Linked DNA regions of Mus musculus: all the other regions are linked to region 2. The links are chromatin contacts, called in public ChIA-PET, Hi-C and HiChIP or PLAC-seq maps. All regions are on one chromosome and are shown on one strand. The core of a region is the stretch at or near the end of the contact, and the rest is flanking DNA. Distances in the headings are between cores, read along the strand shown. Region 1 holds the start of Washc4 (WASH complex subunit 4). Region 2 overlaps Chst11 (carbohydrate sulfotransferase 11). Region 3 has its middle 11 kb from the start of Gm33781. Region 4 overlaps Txnrd1 (thioredoxin reductase 1).

Region 1 (2,955 bases), core at 85-2,584, 360 kb before region 2:
TCACCATGGCATTTTCATACATACATGGTTTTTATATTGTGTCCTCACCCACGTCCTGTTTCCACTCCTTTCCCCAGTCCTGAGCATCTAAAAAACTGATTATGTCTAAATAACTGATCATTCATTCCACTTAAAGCTGAAACCCAGTATACCTTCATTCCAACTTTGGTTAGATTAAACTAAAGTAGGGACCTCAGCGCACAATGGGGGGGGGGGGGGGGAGGAGAAGGGGTGGTTACTATCCTTCCATCTAGATTTTTCTTTATGCTGACTAAGACCAATATCTTAAGATCTGCCCAGCACCCTGAACATAGTTCAACTAGATGTAAAGGCAAAACACAGTTACATAGGAATCTGTACATGGTCTAGTATCTCTGTAAAATAATTCATAATGCAGCTGTACTTTATTTTTAAAGGCATTCCTACTTTTGGGAAAGGTATGCATTTAAAAATTTCTTGGGCAACTCGCCCCAATATATCTTCTATCACACAGAAAAAACAAACAAACAAACAAACAAACAAATCAACCTCCAGAGTGTCTCTAATTAGTTTGGGTTGTCCATTTATGCTGAAACAAACTATGAGGCTTTTGGGGTTGGAAGTGATTTTAAACATAAACTTGGACTTGACGTCATGAGGCAACTGCGAAGCAGATCTGATTTTTTAAAAAGTTAAAATAGATTTAAAAACCTTTTCAGCTATTTAAAAATCAATAAAGGGCCGAGAAGGAATAAGATATTCCTATGTTGGTTGATTTTTTTTTTAAGGCCAGAAAGAGCTGTTTTTAGCTGTCTCTGTGGTTCTAAGAACGTGAATCCAAACTTCAAAAGTTGGCTTGAGAAGCAAAGAAAAACAGGAAACCGAAACGGGAACCCAGACTCTTCTAGAACTGAAGGCTGAGCATCTGGGGCAAACCCTGGGACGGGATGGACAACCCGGGAGGATGGCCTCGCGCGGGGCTCCCCAGCGATGGCACCGCTGGCCCGTCACCGATTCCGGGAGGGACGCAGGGTGCGAGTGCACGGCCAGACGCGACCACACGGTCACGCAGAGCGCCCCAGTCCCACCCAGCGGGAGGGTCCCGAGAGGGCGGCTGCGCAGCGCGGCGCCGCACCGCGCCGCCCTCCGTCCGCAGCGCCGCCCGGCCCGCCTCGCCCGATGCCGGGGCTTACTCTGAGAGCCGTCGTCCACGCGGTCGAAGTCCCAGTCGGGCGACAGAGTGTCCACGGCCATCGCCGCGGAACCTCCCACAGACACAGCCCCGAGCAGCCACAGCCGCGACGCGGGCCTCACCCCAGCCGCTGTCACGGCACGTGACTTCCGGCTTCGGCCCCGCCCCCGCACGCCAGAGCCAGTGGACTCTCGGCCCTGCGGACCGCGGGAGCCGCTGGGAAAGCGAGTCGACCGCCTGCTCCCGGCGCGGCCGCCATAGTGATGGCTGCCGTTGGCATCCTGCATCCTTTCCTGGTCTCGCTGCCGTTCACGACTGTTCTCAGGGCACATTCCGTTCCTCGAGGCTCTTTTTTTTTTATATCCTAGGGGATTACTCCCTCAGTCTAACCTGGAAAGAATGGAAATAACCGGGTGGGGCCCAACGCAAGACCCGGTCCTTCACCTGGACACTGCCCGAGCCCTTGGACCAAGATGCCTGTCTCACCAGCTCCCTTTCTGTCTTTACCCTCGCGATTCCTTGATCCCCTTGCACTTCCTGTGCAGATTATTTGTTGAGAAAAGACCTGTGTGTGTAAAAAAGTAATGACTTTAAGAACGCCACCAAGCAATCTCACTACTGGGTTTGCTTTACATAGATCACTATTCTTTCTTTCCTTGCTTTTAAGAAGGTGGGGTGGGAACTGTGTTACCCTGAGTTCTACATCTATCCTAACGTTTACACAAAACGCTTTCTATCAGGGCAGTTTTTAGTATGTACTTCTACGAAGCAGTCTAAATAGCATCAAAAAAAAAATCATAATGTAAAATTTAAGACATCCATACTCTGAACTCCTAGAAAGCTACAAAATGAAATAGGTCTCAAATGGCATTAAAGAAAAAAAAGAAAAAAAAAAAAAGGAGAGGAGTCGATTTTAGAACAATGCATATTTGCTGTAACATCTACAATCGACGTAAACGTTTATTTATGCTCATGTGTTTGCAAATGCATAGGAAGAATTCAAATCTCATTAAAGAAGACTGGATTACTTGAAAACGGGTAGGTGCTCATTAATACAAAGTGGCTCTTAAATTTTTCTTGTGTCTATTAGCTGAGTCTTTTTCAAGCAGAGTTTTAAAGTTATTTGCATTATATAAAGTACCACAAATCAATATAGAATGTTCTCTTGAAGAGCATGTTCTGAGATGCTAAGGTTTGGGCTTGGTTTTATTTTGAGACAAGATCTCATTATCGTAGCTGAGAGTCCCTGCTGCTCCTGGGCCTGTGACAAGGCTATGGAGGGAAACCTCTACAGATCTGAGCCACAAATGAACATCTTTACTTTGTAAAGTGCTTTCCTAAGTGCTGGGAATACAGGCATGTGTCACCATGCCTGGCATTGCAAAGAAATTAGAAAATGCTTTTTTTTTCTAACAAAAGTGTTTGTTACAGTGACAGCTGACAAACACATGTGGACTTAGTGTGTCTCTGGCTTCAGGGTGGCCTATTGGAATTTTCAGTTTCTGTAGCATGCAGTTCTGGCAGCCTTCTTTAGGTTCCATATGGTAGCTGTTGGCAGCTTCGGGCCCACATTATCACAAGACTAAATCTAGCCCACGAGAGAAAAAGAGCACGCTGAACTGATAACTCGAACAAAAGTCCCAGAATCAAGTCTTGCCAGCAGTGATTAGCCTTTCTTTACTTGAGCACACTTTCCAGCCAATCTCAGAAACCCAAATATCAGGAGGGGTGGACCCATTGGCTTAGTGTAGGTCACGTGCTCCACGGATGCCCTGAGCTAAGAA
Region 2 (3,239 bases), core at 293-2,792:
TTTCTAACTTCCAGAGAGGGAAACTGAGGCACTGGGGACGATGCAGGTTGCTCAAGGTCCCAGAGATAGGAACTGGGACTGTAAGTTCAGGTGCTGGTAGACACTGACTTGTGTGACTCCTGGAGTCAGAAGCCACACCTGGGGACTCCCACCTCTGGATTAAGCCACCTGGGGACTCAATCCTGGCAGTCCAGAGGTATCATGGTGATAGGCTGGGTCCTATTTCTATCCCAGAGGTCTGCTATACCTTCTCCGGCTGTTGCCGGTGGTCCCAGGGTCCTAGTACTGCCCGGGTAGGAACCACAGCTTCAGAGGGCCTAGAGTCCTATGTATACTAGGGCTGGACCACACTGGAACCTGGGTGTGAGCCTTGTCGAGTCTCACTAAACCTGCTGGGGCTGGTGTTGTCTGTGAGTAACCAGCTGGTGTTCTCCCTGGCATCTGAGGGCTGTAACACACCTTCTTGGAGCCTCTGGTTCACCCATCCTAGGTGCACAGCTTAAAGACCCCTGGGGAAAAAGAACCAGCCAGGCTGTGAGCATCCTGCGAAAAGTACTCAGTCAGTTTATTAAGAGCAAGTTTTGAGGCTCAAGCCCTTGCCTGGCTGCTCTCTTGCAACAGCCACCATCTTGTATGCGTGTCACACACCACTGACTCGCTCTGGCCTCTCTCCCTCCTAGCATGCTAATTCCAGGGTGCAGGTGTCTTCCACTTTTTTTTCCCTCTAATACATTACTAATTCTTGGCCCATAGGAGACACTCGAAGGTTTGTCTGAATTAAAGTGAGAATGCATGAATGCATACGAGTCAGTGCGCACATGCATGTATGAATGTATGCTTACACTCAGGAGTGAATGTAATATATGCACATATGCATGTATGAATAGATGCAGGTATATGTCAATAATGTGGGGTGTATAGGGATTGTGCAGGTTCTGGGTGACTGGAGAGGCTGCTGTGTGCTCCTCTGGTGCCTACATCTGCTGCCCCAGCCCATCCTCCTACTGAGGTTTGGAGCCAGAGTCTGAAGCTGCACCAACGCATTAGCAGATAGGCTGTTCGTCTTAGGAGAAGTCGGCTCTGATGAAACAGCTTTGATCATGGGAGGACTCCTCTGGAGCTTTCTACCTGAGTCAGCCCAGGAAACAGGAGGAGGAGTCATGCCATGCTGGAGGGCAAAGATACCAGAAGAGGTTGGAAGAGCTCTGCACAGGGCTCCGTGAGTTGGGGCGCCTTTCCAGGAAGCCAGATGTAGCTGGAGGGGCCTTATTTACATCCCACAGTCTCTGGGCTCCGGGAGGTTTGGGCCTGGTGCAGAAGGCTTCAGGCTTAGGAATGGGACCATTGCCAAGCTGGCCTGGCTTCCTATGAATGGTGGCCCAGAACAGGGACAAGGGTGAGGAAGGGACAGGGTTCCGACACCAAGGAGGCTGGTCCTTCAGAAGTCTGAAATCAGAGGGGCAGGCAGGCTCTGTGCCTGTTGACTGACACACTCTGGGGATATCGGAAGTCACTTCTGACAGGAGGAAGGAAGCTGGGCCCCTTCTCTCAGCCTCGAGGCTGGCAACTCCCCCCCAGGGCTGGGCTGTCTGTGGTATTTTAGGGAGGCAGGTAGGTGTGTGTGTGGGAGAATATGGCTTGGCCCTGCAGGTTCTCTTGGCTTCTGACTGGACAATTTGGCTTTGTGGTTTCCTTCCTGCCTCTCTCCAGAGACTCAGCACGCCTTACTGAACATTTGACTGAGCATCTTGAGCCCTCAGGCCTTGGTTCCCCATTCTGTACCATGGGGACAATAGTTGTGCATTCTGGGGGTTGCTTTGATGATTGAGGGCTCAGAAAAAAAACATATGGCACCATGCCTGTGTCTTGTGAACACCACGGAAGTAGAAATTCACTTCCTGTTTAACGTCATTGTGGAGGATTGTCTGGAAAGGGGCTGGCAGTAGAACCAGGCAGCAAAGCCTTGACTGAACCTGAATGCTGACTCCCTGTGTTGTCTGGTGACTGTAACTCCTTGACTCCACCTTAGCCATCTGACTGTACGGTCAGTGTGGGTGGTCCAGGCACCTGCTCCTAGCCACGGTCCTGGGGTATTTCCATCAGATCAGCTCTGGTGTCTCTGTTACACCCGAGGAACTGCTGGTTGGGTATTCTTCTCCGGGAGTGGGCTCTGCAGGAATGCCAGACACATCTGGCATCTGCTCACGAGGCCTGACTCATGCACATCTGGTATCTCACTGACAGAAAATGACTGATAGACATTAGCTGGAATAACATCCTGGCTGGACAGTTGAAGAAAGGGGCAACATCGCGATGAGCTATCAGTACAGTCAACACACTGTAAAGCAGGCGGTGGATTTCAGGATGCTAGAACTGTAGGCTATTGTGTGTGTGTGTGTGTGTGGTGTGTGTGTGTGTGTGTGTGTGTGTGTGTGTGTGTGTGTGTACTTGTGGAGGTCGATCTTGGGTATTAGGTATCATTCCTTAGACGCTGTCCATCACTCTCCTTCAACAACAATAACAACAACTACTACAACAGTGTTTCTTATTGGCCTGAAACCTACGCTGGGATAACAGACACACATCACAATGCTCAGTGTTTGTTTGTTTGTTTGTTTTTTGCTCCCCCCTATCCGTTCTAGGGATGGAAGCCAGGACCTCAGGCCTGTGCAGCAAGCACTGTACTGGTTGATCTATCTCTGATGCCTCCTGGTCTATCAACACCCCATCTCCCTCATTAATACAAGTTACCCACGTACCATTCCTGGTGGGGAAGAGGCTAGAATTGGGCCAGCCCAGCAGATACCACCGCAAAGTATTCCTCCCTTTCCCACCTGCTAGGCACCTTCTACCCCTTCCACAAGTCACCCACAAACCCAAAAGTCCAAGAAGCCACCCCCAGCATCAGGCCTCACTGTCTCTAGCTGCCCAGCCTTCAACAGTTACAACATTGTGAATGAATACAGCCTGTGCCTTCCCTGCCTGCAGGGCTGCTGGCCCAGGTCTAAATGTCTTGTGTGTCTCAAGCACTTGGTGCTGAATCCTTGCAGGACTCAGAGAAGGAGGGTTAGCATTGTGCCAACACATTAGTGCCTCTCTCCTGCTAAGTCTTTTTCAAGAGAGATGGCCATTTGTCATCCACACGGCAGTGTAACGGGAAGGCCACAGGGAGGCGCCACTGAGACCAGTATCGCTGAATTCACTAGCTGAGGAATGTAAGCGACTGCATTGATTTTTAG
Region 3 (2,962 bases), core at 306-2,805, 260 kb after region 2:
TGGGGTTGGGGTAAGATTATTGAGTAACAATAGAGATCTGTGTCCAACCCAGCTCTGGTATTCTGGCCAGGCTCCCTTCCTCTCAGGGACATAGTTATTCCTATGTCAGATGATGGGTTCACACTGGTGTGCACAGTGGTGTGTGGAGGGCCATAGGAACATCTTTGATGCTCACGATAACTAGAGATGGTGGCATTTGGGGACACTGGCAGGGACAGTGTCTTACACAGCTCAGGCAGCCTTGCACAACAAGCTGTCCACCTTTGTGACTCAGACATCCCAGTGCCTATTCTTGTGACCTTCCAAAGCCACTGTGCTTTCAACTCTGCCCATCCTTGGCCAAGTACTGCTCTCAAGTCATGAGCTGGTTTGGACAGGGAAGGAGTCTGTGCAAAAGATTAAAATAAAAATATTACAGGCACAGTGGTACGTATCTTTATTCCCAGCACTCAGGGGGCAGGCAGATCCCTAAGAGTGCAAACCCAACCTAGTATACAAAGCAAGTTCTAGGTCAATTGGGGCTACACAGTGAGGTTCCCCTGCCCCTCGTACACACACACTTCCAACAGTTCTTGAATAGGTACCACATACCAGGTAGTAGGCTGATTTGGGGCATATACCGTATATAGACAGCATGGGACTCAAGGCCTAGTATATTAAAGTCTGTGTTTCTAGAACAGAAAAACATTAATATTTCACTATCTTGAAGTTTAAAGCTCTCTGCAGGGGCTGGAGAGATGGCTTAGTGGTTAAAGTTACAGGTTGTCTTTTTAGAGGAATGAATTCAATTCCCAGCACCTACATGGCGGTTCACAACAATGTGTAACTCAAGCTTCAAAGGGATATGGCACTCTCTTCTGACTTCTGTGCACAGTGCACACATGTGGTGCACAGACCTGTAGATGTAACACACCACACACACACACATACACACACACACACTGCTTGTACCAATAGGAACAACTGGGTACCAGGCTCTAAGCCACCGCTCAAGACCTAGACAAGGACTATGACCAAGAGTCCTGATCATAGAGGACTAGTAATGCAAGTTTGCATCCTGCATGGTAAGGAGCTAGCCTGGAGATGGCACTGCACATACATGATGTCATGTCAAGAAGCCCATGTGCCACCATTTCTACCTAATACCTATTCTACTAGGAGCTGGCTTGTTGTGGCTGCCAATTGTCTTTAGAGACAGGGTCTCAATAGGTAGCCCAGGCTGGCTTCAAACTCACCGTCCTGCCACTTCTGCGGGAGTAATAGGTGCACAGCAACCTGTCTGGCTACTTGACATTTTTATTTAGCCTATTTTTATTCAGTAAGCCAGTCTTTGTCTTAAGTAATCTCTACATTCTAGGAGCTGGAGGTGGGTTTCTGGGGTTTTATACCGTTGTTATTTCAAAACTTTGTCTGTTGAAATCCTAACTCCCACTCTGATGGTGAGAGACACTAGGTTACAGCTTTGGGAGGAAACTGGACCATGACTATCTCAGGAATGAGGTCAGTTCCTGTATTTGCCTCTTTTCTCGTCCTTGTGACTTAATGCTCAACGGAAGCAACTGGTGGGAGGGAAGACACTTCACTTCACAGTTTCAAACAGTGTGCCATCATCATGGAGTAGAAGGCTGGGCAGCTGCTATTTGAATCCAGACTGAAAGAACCATTCATTGACCATGTGGATCCTTCACTTCCTTTAAACTTACTCATTTCCCCCACTAAGTTGTCTCCTACAGCACAAGAGAGTAAAGCTTTGGGATGGACTCATTTACACCAAATATGGGCTTACATTCTACAGAGACCAGAACTACTAACCATATGGGCCTCTTTTCAAAGCTATTCTCTAGATTTTTCTGATCCATATGACAGTGTGACTGATGGTAGTGACATAGTTCAGGTCCCTGTTCTTGGTGTCAGAGTGTTACACACAACTCCTTCACTGTTCTGCTCTTAGCCATTCTAGTTATAATTTGCTTGCACATAGGATACTACTGCATCAAACGACAACCAGATGTATCTACAACACCTCAAATCAAAACCACTCTGTGCATCTAATTAATTAAACATGGGGAGATGTCAGAACACGATCCAGGAATGGAGTTGTGTGAGGAGGTTTCTGGGCGCTTGTGAGAACACTCCAAGAGACCAAGTCCTGAGTCTTATGACCTTAGTTTCTTCAAAAACACAAAACTGTTCTTGGAATGTGCCTGTGTGCCCCTCCCACGTGTAGCAGATAAGAGTGAGTCTATTTCCGATTACTCGTTACAGCTGGCTAATGTGATTTGTTTATGTGCCTCTATGGAAAAACATGGTTTTGCCACATGTAGCTTGTGTGTAGCTTGCCCACCCTGAGTGGCTTGCCCCTGTGATTGTGAACTTTGTTCACATGACTCCTCTTAACACGCACAGTATAAACTGACTGGATACGGTCGGCTATTGCATGTGACTTTAGTCTGCCTCATTCACTGGCTCCACTCTGTACTCCCAGGTCCCACCACCTTTACAGCAGCAAACATTCTACTTTGATTTTTTTGTTGCCATGTTAAACAACATGAAAAAAAAAAAAAAAAAGAAGAAGCTTCAGGAGGAAAGGCCTTGCTTCATCTTACAGTTTACATCAAAAGGGCAGGCCAGGTAGGAGTACAAGGCAGGAACTTAACACAAAAACCACAGGGATGCTGAACCAGCCCAGGGTCACATTCAGCTTGTTTTCTTATGTGGCTCAAGCCAGCTGGGACCCTCCACAATGGCCGAGCCATCCTACACCAATTAGCAACCAAGAAAATGACCCACTGGGTGGTGGTGGCACATGCCTTTAATCCCAGCACTCTGGAGGCAGAGGCAGGCAGTCTCTGAGTTCAGGGCCAGCCTGGTCTACAGAGTGAGTTCCAGGACAGCCAGGGCTATATAGAGAAACCCTGTCTTGAAGAAAACAAAGGAGGAGGAGGAGGAGGAGGAAGAAGAG
Region 4 (3,065 bases), core at 480-2,979, 300 kb after region 2:
TCTATCGTTGAGCTACATCCCGTCCTCTGAAAAAGTGACATTAAAAGTAAAAGGTGCCCACCTCCATTTACCAAGGATGACTCCTTTAATTAAGTCACAAAGCATTGTGTAATGTTTATGTATAAGTGGATACACAGCAAGTAGAAACCATGGACAGTTGAGAGAGACACCAACTTCCGAAAAGGTAAAAAAGAATAAAAACATAAGACAGTAGAAAGACAATAGAGGCAGGAAGTGACTGTCACTGGCATGGCTGTGACACGGGCCGGGATCTAATAGCTCTACTAGACTGGACTCAGTTTCCTCAGTCACAGAATGGGCAGAACAAGCAGATAGCAATTATCAGTGGTCACAGAGGCGCCCCCTCAGCACAGATTAAACGAGATTCTCAACAGTGCGGGAGCAAGTGTTCCAGACCAGAGCTGCTGTGAACCGTATCTGCACTGCTGATCTCTTACAGGCTGGTGTTCACTGACCCGAGCAGGGAGCAGGAAGTACTTCCATGTGTGTGAGTGTGATTTACACGTAGACCACTGAGCTCTGTTTAAAACCAAGGACACTCGGTCACTGTGAAGTCAGATGATACTTGGCTACATCATGCTTTAATAAAGCTATGTCCAAAGAGATAGAGAGAGTGATACGCCATTGATCCTTATGTCAGTGCACAGTTCACGAGGGGTTACCCTGATCGATTCATTCACCGAACATCTGCCTCAGTGATAACTTTACACCTAAGGCAGTGTCCTGAAACCTTCTGGGTTCTAAAAAAAATCTTTCTCATCTAAAACAATTTTTAAACAAAGTATGTCATTACAGACAAACCCTGAGATTGTTTTAATAATCTAACCAAGTTCTTTGTGTGTTTGATGTAAGGCTTTGGCTTTATTCATATTTTCCCTGAAGGGATTTTTAAGGTCAATATGCTGAATACATTGAAAAAATTCAGTTTCTGGTACAATATTGAATGAGAATATGGGGCTGGAGAGATGGCTCAGAGGTTAAGAGTACTGACTGCTTCCAAAGGTCCTGAGTTCAAATCCTAGCAACCACATGGTGGCTCACAACCACCCAAATGAAATCTGACGCCCTCTTCTGGTGCATCTTTGGGCTGGAGCAAGCAGGGACTGAGCAAGCGGGCAGACCAGAGCGAACAGAGGTCCTAAATTCAATTCCCAACAGCCACGTGAAGGCTCACAACCATCTGTACAGCTACAGTGCACTCATATACATTAAATAAATAAATAAATAAATAAATAAATAAATAAATAAATAAATAAATCTTGAAAGAAAGAAAGAGAGAGAGAGAAGGAGGGAGGGAGGGAGGGAGGGAAGGAGGGAGGGAGGGAGGGAGGGAGGGAAGGAAGGAAGAAAGAAAGAGAGAGAGAGAGAGAGAGAGAGAGAGAGAGAGAGAGAGCGAAAGAAAGAAAGAAAGAAGAAAGAGTATGTGTGTATGGACACGTGTTCTGGAATATAATATAAAATGTATTTCTTACTGTGTGGCAACAGTCAAGTAAGTTTGAAAACTGCTAAGGTAGTCCATCTCTCTCACTATGGGTCTGGAATACCTGGGAGGCAGGAGTTTGCCCTCGGGCTTGGTCACTAGTGTAGCAGTGGGTACATCTCAATCTGGAGCCCAGCCAAGTCTGAGCTCTTCCCACCAGCGCAGAGGATCAAAGCAGAGCATCCGGGGTTGGGTTTGCTTGTGGTTTTTTAAAAGGTAGCTGAGGACTTCATGACTCTCCACTCATCAACACAGAGAAGCTTCAAGTGTCCCCTGACTTCCTTTACCTACGTGTGTTCTGCCTGCCTGCAGCGGGGCCCCGGACCAGGAAAGATGAACAGGCAAGGCAGCAGGCAGGAGAGCCCAGACCCTTGCCTAAGATGCTGCCCCTGGTGCTGTGGACACCAATGGCTGGAATCCTAACATTCATGGTCAAAAGCTACACATCTCCACAAAGACCCGTCGCCGCACTTACATCGTCTTTAAGGTTGCAGATTATTTTTGCATAACATTTGTTGTTATCCCGGGATGGGACTGTCCATTCCAATGGCCAAAAGAAACTATGGTAAACCTGGAAGACACAAGCACAGGTCAGACTTGTTTCCTTATGTGGGATGTTGCCCAGCAGTAGGTGTGGAGGTACTTCAATAATTAGCGCTGCTGATAAAGTTCACAGAATAAACTGACTTCATCAAAAGACAAATAACTTGGAACTTTGTTGTCAAGACCCCTTTGACTAATCTTAGTTCAACATGATTAGTAAACCTTAAGTAATATAACAAAATGACCAAGAAAATCAAGAAAGAAGCCACAAAATTACTGTCTTACATAAGACAACAAGCGGGCGGTGGTGGTGCACGCCTTTAACTCCAGCACTTGGGATTAAAGCGGAAGCAGGTGGATCTGAGTTTGAGGCCAGCCTGGTCTACACAGGGAGTTCTAAGATAGCCAGAGCGACAGAATAGACATATTAATGTTTCAGAACAAGAAAAAGAAAAGAAACAAAAAATACAAAGTGACCTCCTGGTTAGTGTAGGTCAGTGTTTCTCACCCTGTGGGTTGCCTTTGGGGGCTGACTCTTAGATGTCCTCTATATCAGACAGTTACATTATGATTTCTAACAGTAGCAAAATTACAGTTATGAAGTAAAACTGAAATAATTTTATGGGGGTGGGGGAGTCACGACAACATGACGAACTGAACTGAAGGGTCATAGCTTTAGGAAGGCTGAGAGTCACTGGCTCAGAGGAATGAGAGCTGTACATAGCAGGGGCAGCTCTAACAACCAGCTAGCTGGTGCTTCTTCCTGCTTCCAGAAAGTTCCTCCAGGAACCTTACCAGACAGCACAGGAGGAGGGAGAGAGGTGCAGGGGAGCCAGAAGACAGGGGCTCTGTTTGATGTGTCTTGGGCATGACAAGCAAGACTATTTCCTCCTCTGGGGACCCACATCAGTGCTCTGATACAAAAGTCTAACGCATGTAAAATTACTTAGGGAAAGACCAAGGAAAGCCTTCCAAATGGCTACACTACAGACAGCATCTGTGAGTAGTTGATTCCTGCTTC

What was found. Hi-C and Micro-C count contacts between places; a contact is called where the count stands out from the background. ChIA-PET counts read pairs in DNA pulled down with a chosen protein or histone mark. HiChIP or PLAC-seq counts read pairs in DNA pulled down with a chosen protein or histone mark.
Region 1: an H3K4me3 HiChIP or PLAC-seq map of bone marrow-derived macrophages shows a contact between it and region 2, with 4 times the contacts expected there. The contact joins the promoter of Washc4 here to the enhancer-like site in region 2. A contact is called at or near these places in 11 of 39 promoter capture datasets (the 3T3-L1 cell line, 3T3-L1-derived adipocytes, the C10 cell line and 5 more), 3 of 115 datasets of contacts at active chromatin or transcription factors (bone marrow-derived macrophages, embryonic stem cells and memory CD8 T cells) and 3 of 9 other capture datasets (embryonic stem cells, liver and macrophages).
Region 3: a Hi-C map of bone marrow-derived macrophages shows a contact between it and region 2, with 3 times the contacts expected there. The contact joins two enhancer-like sites. A contact is called at or near these places in 2 of 39 promoter capture datasets (the C10 cell line and liver), 5 of 15 datasets of contacts at CTCF or cohesin (the NIH/3T3 cell line, embryonic stem cells, large pre-B cells and 1 more), 122 of 484 Hi-C or Micro-C datasets (the 63-12 cell line, the AtT-20 cell line, B cells and 73 more) and 13 of 115 datasets of contacts at active chromatin or transcription factors (the HPC-7 cell line, PVALB interneurons, astrocytes and 9 more).
Region 4: a contact with region 2 is called in an RNA polymerase II ChIA-PET map of memory CD8 T cells, with 66 read pairs. The contact joins two enhancer-like sites. A contact is called at or near these places in 4 of 115 datasets of contacts at active chromatin or transcription factors (cardiomyocytes, embryonic stem cells, fetal liver and 1 more) and 1 of 9 other capture datasets (liver).

What each region holds. Positions count from the first base shown.
Region 1 is chr10:83,542,320-83,545,274 of GRCm38.p6, reverse strand. It overlaps Washc4 (WASH complex subunit 4), which reads right to left and starts at 1,334. Exons shown (of 33, transcript NM_001033375.2): 1 at 1,173-1,334. The coding sequence starts at 1,233.
Region 2 is chr10:83,182,729-83,185,967 of GRCm38.p6, reverse strand. The region is part of intron 2 of Chst11 (carbohydrate sulfotransferase 11); the gene reads right to left. Among named protein-coding and RNA genes, the nearest start is that of Slc41a2, 150 kb to the left of the region's middle. Within about 2 kb of position 1,542, at least 150 of the 459 cell types and tissues checked have an H3K27ac peak or open chromatin away from gene starts, as enhancers often do. A contact at or near this core is called in 3T3-L1-derived adipocytes, the 63-12 cell line, the Ba/F3 cell line and 3 more, where this site is marked.
Region 3 is chr10:82,922,279-82,925,240 of GRCm38.p6, reverse strand. No RefSeq gene overlaps it. Among named protein-coding and RNA genes, the nearest start is that of Gm33781, 11 kb to the left of the region's middle. Within about 2 kb of position 1,555, at least 24 of the 459 cell types and tissues checked have an H3K27ac peak or open chromatin away from gene starts, as enhancers often do. A contact at or near this core is called in the 63-12 cell line, the Ba/F3 cell line, the HPC-7 cell line and 1 more, where this site is marked.
Region 4 is chr10:82,886,180-82,889,244 of GRCm38.p6, reverse strand. Txnrd1 (thioredoxin reductase 1) reads right to left here. Exons shown (of 15, transcript NM_001042513.1): 13 at 1,977-2,072. Among named protein-coding and RNA genes, the nearest start is that of Eid3, 21 kb to the right of the region's middle. Within about 2 kb of position 1,729, at least 30 of the 459 cell types and tissues checked have an H3K27ac peak or open chromatin away from gene starts, as enhancers often do. A contact at or near this core is called in memory CD8 T cells, where this site is marked.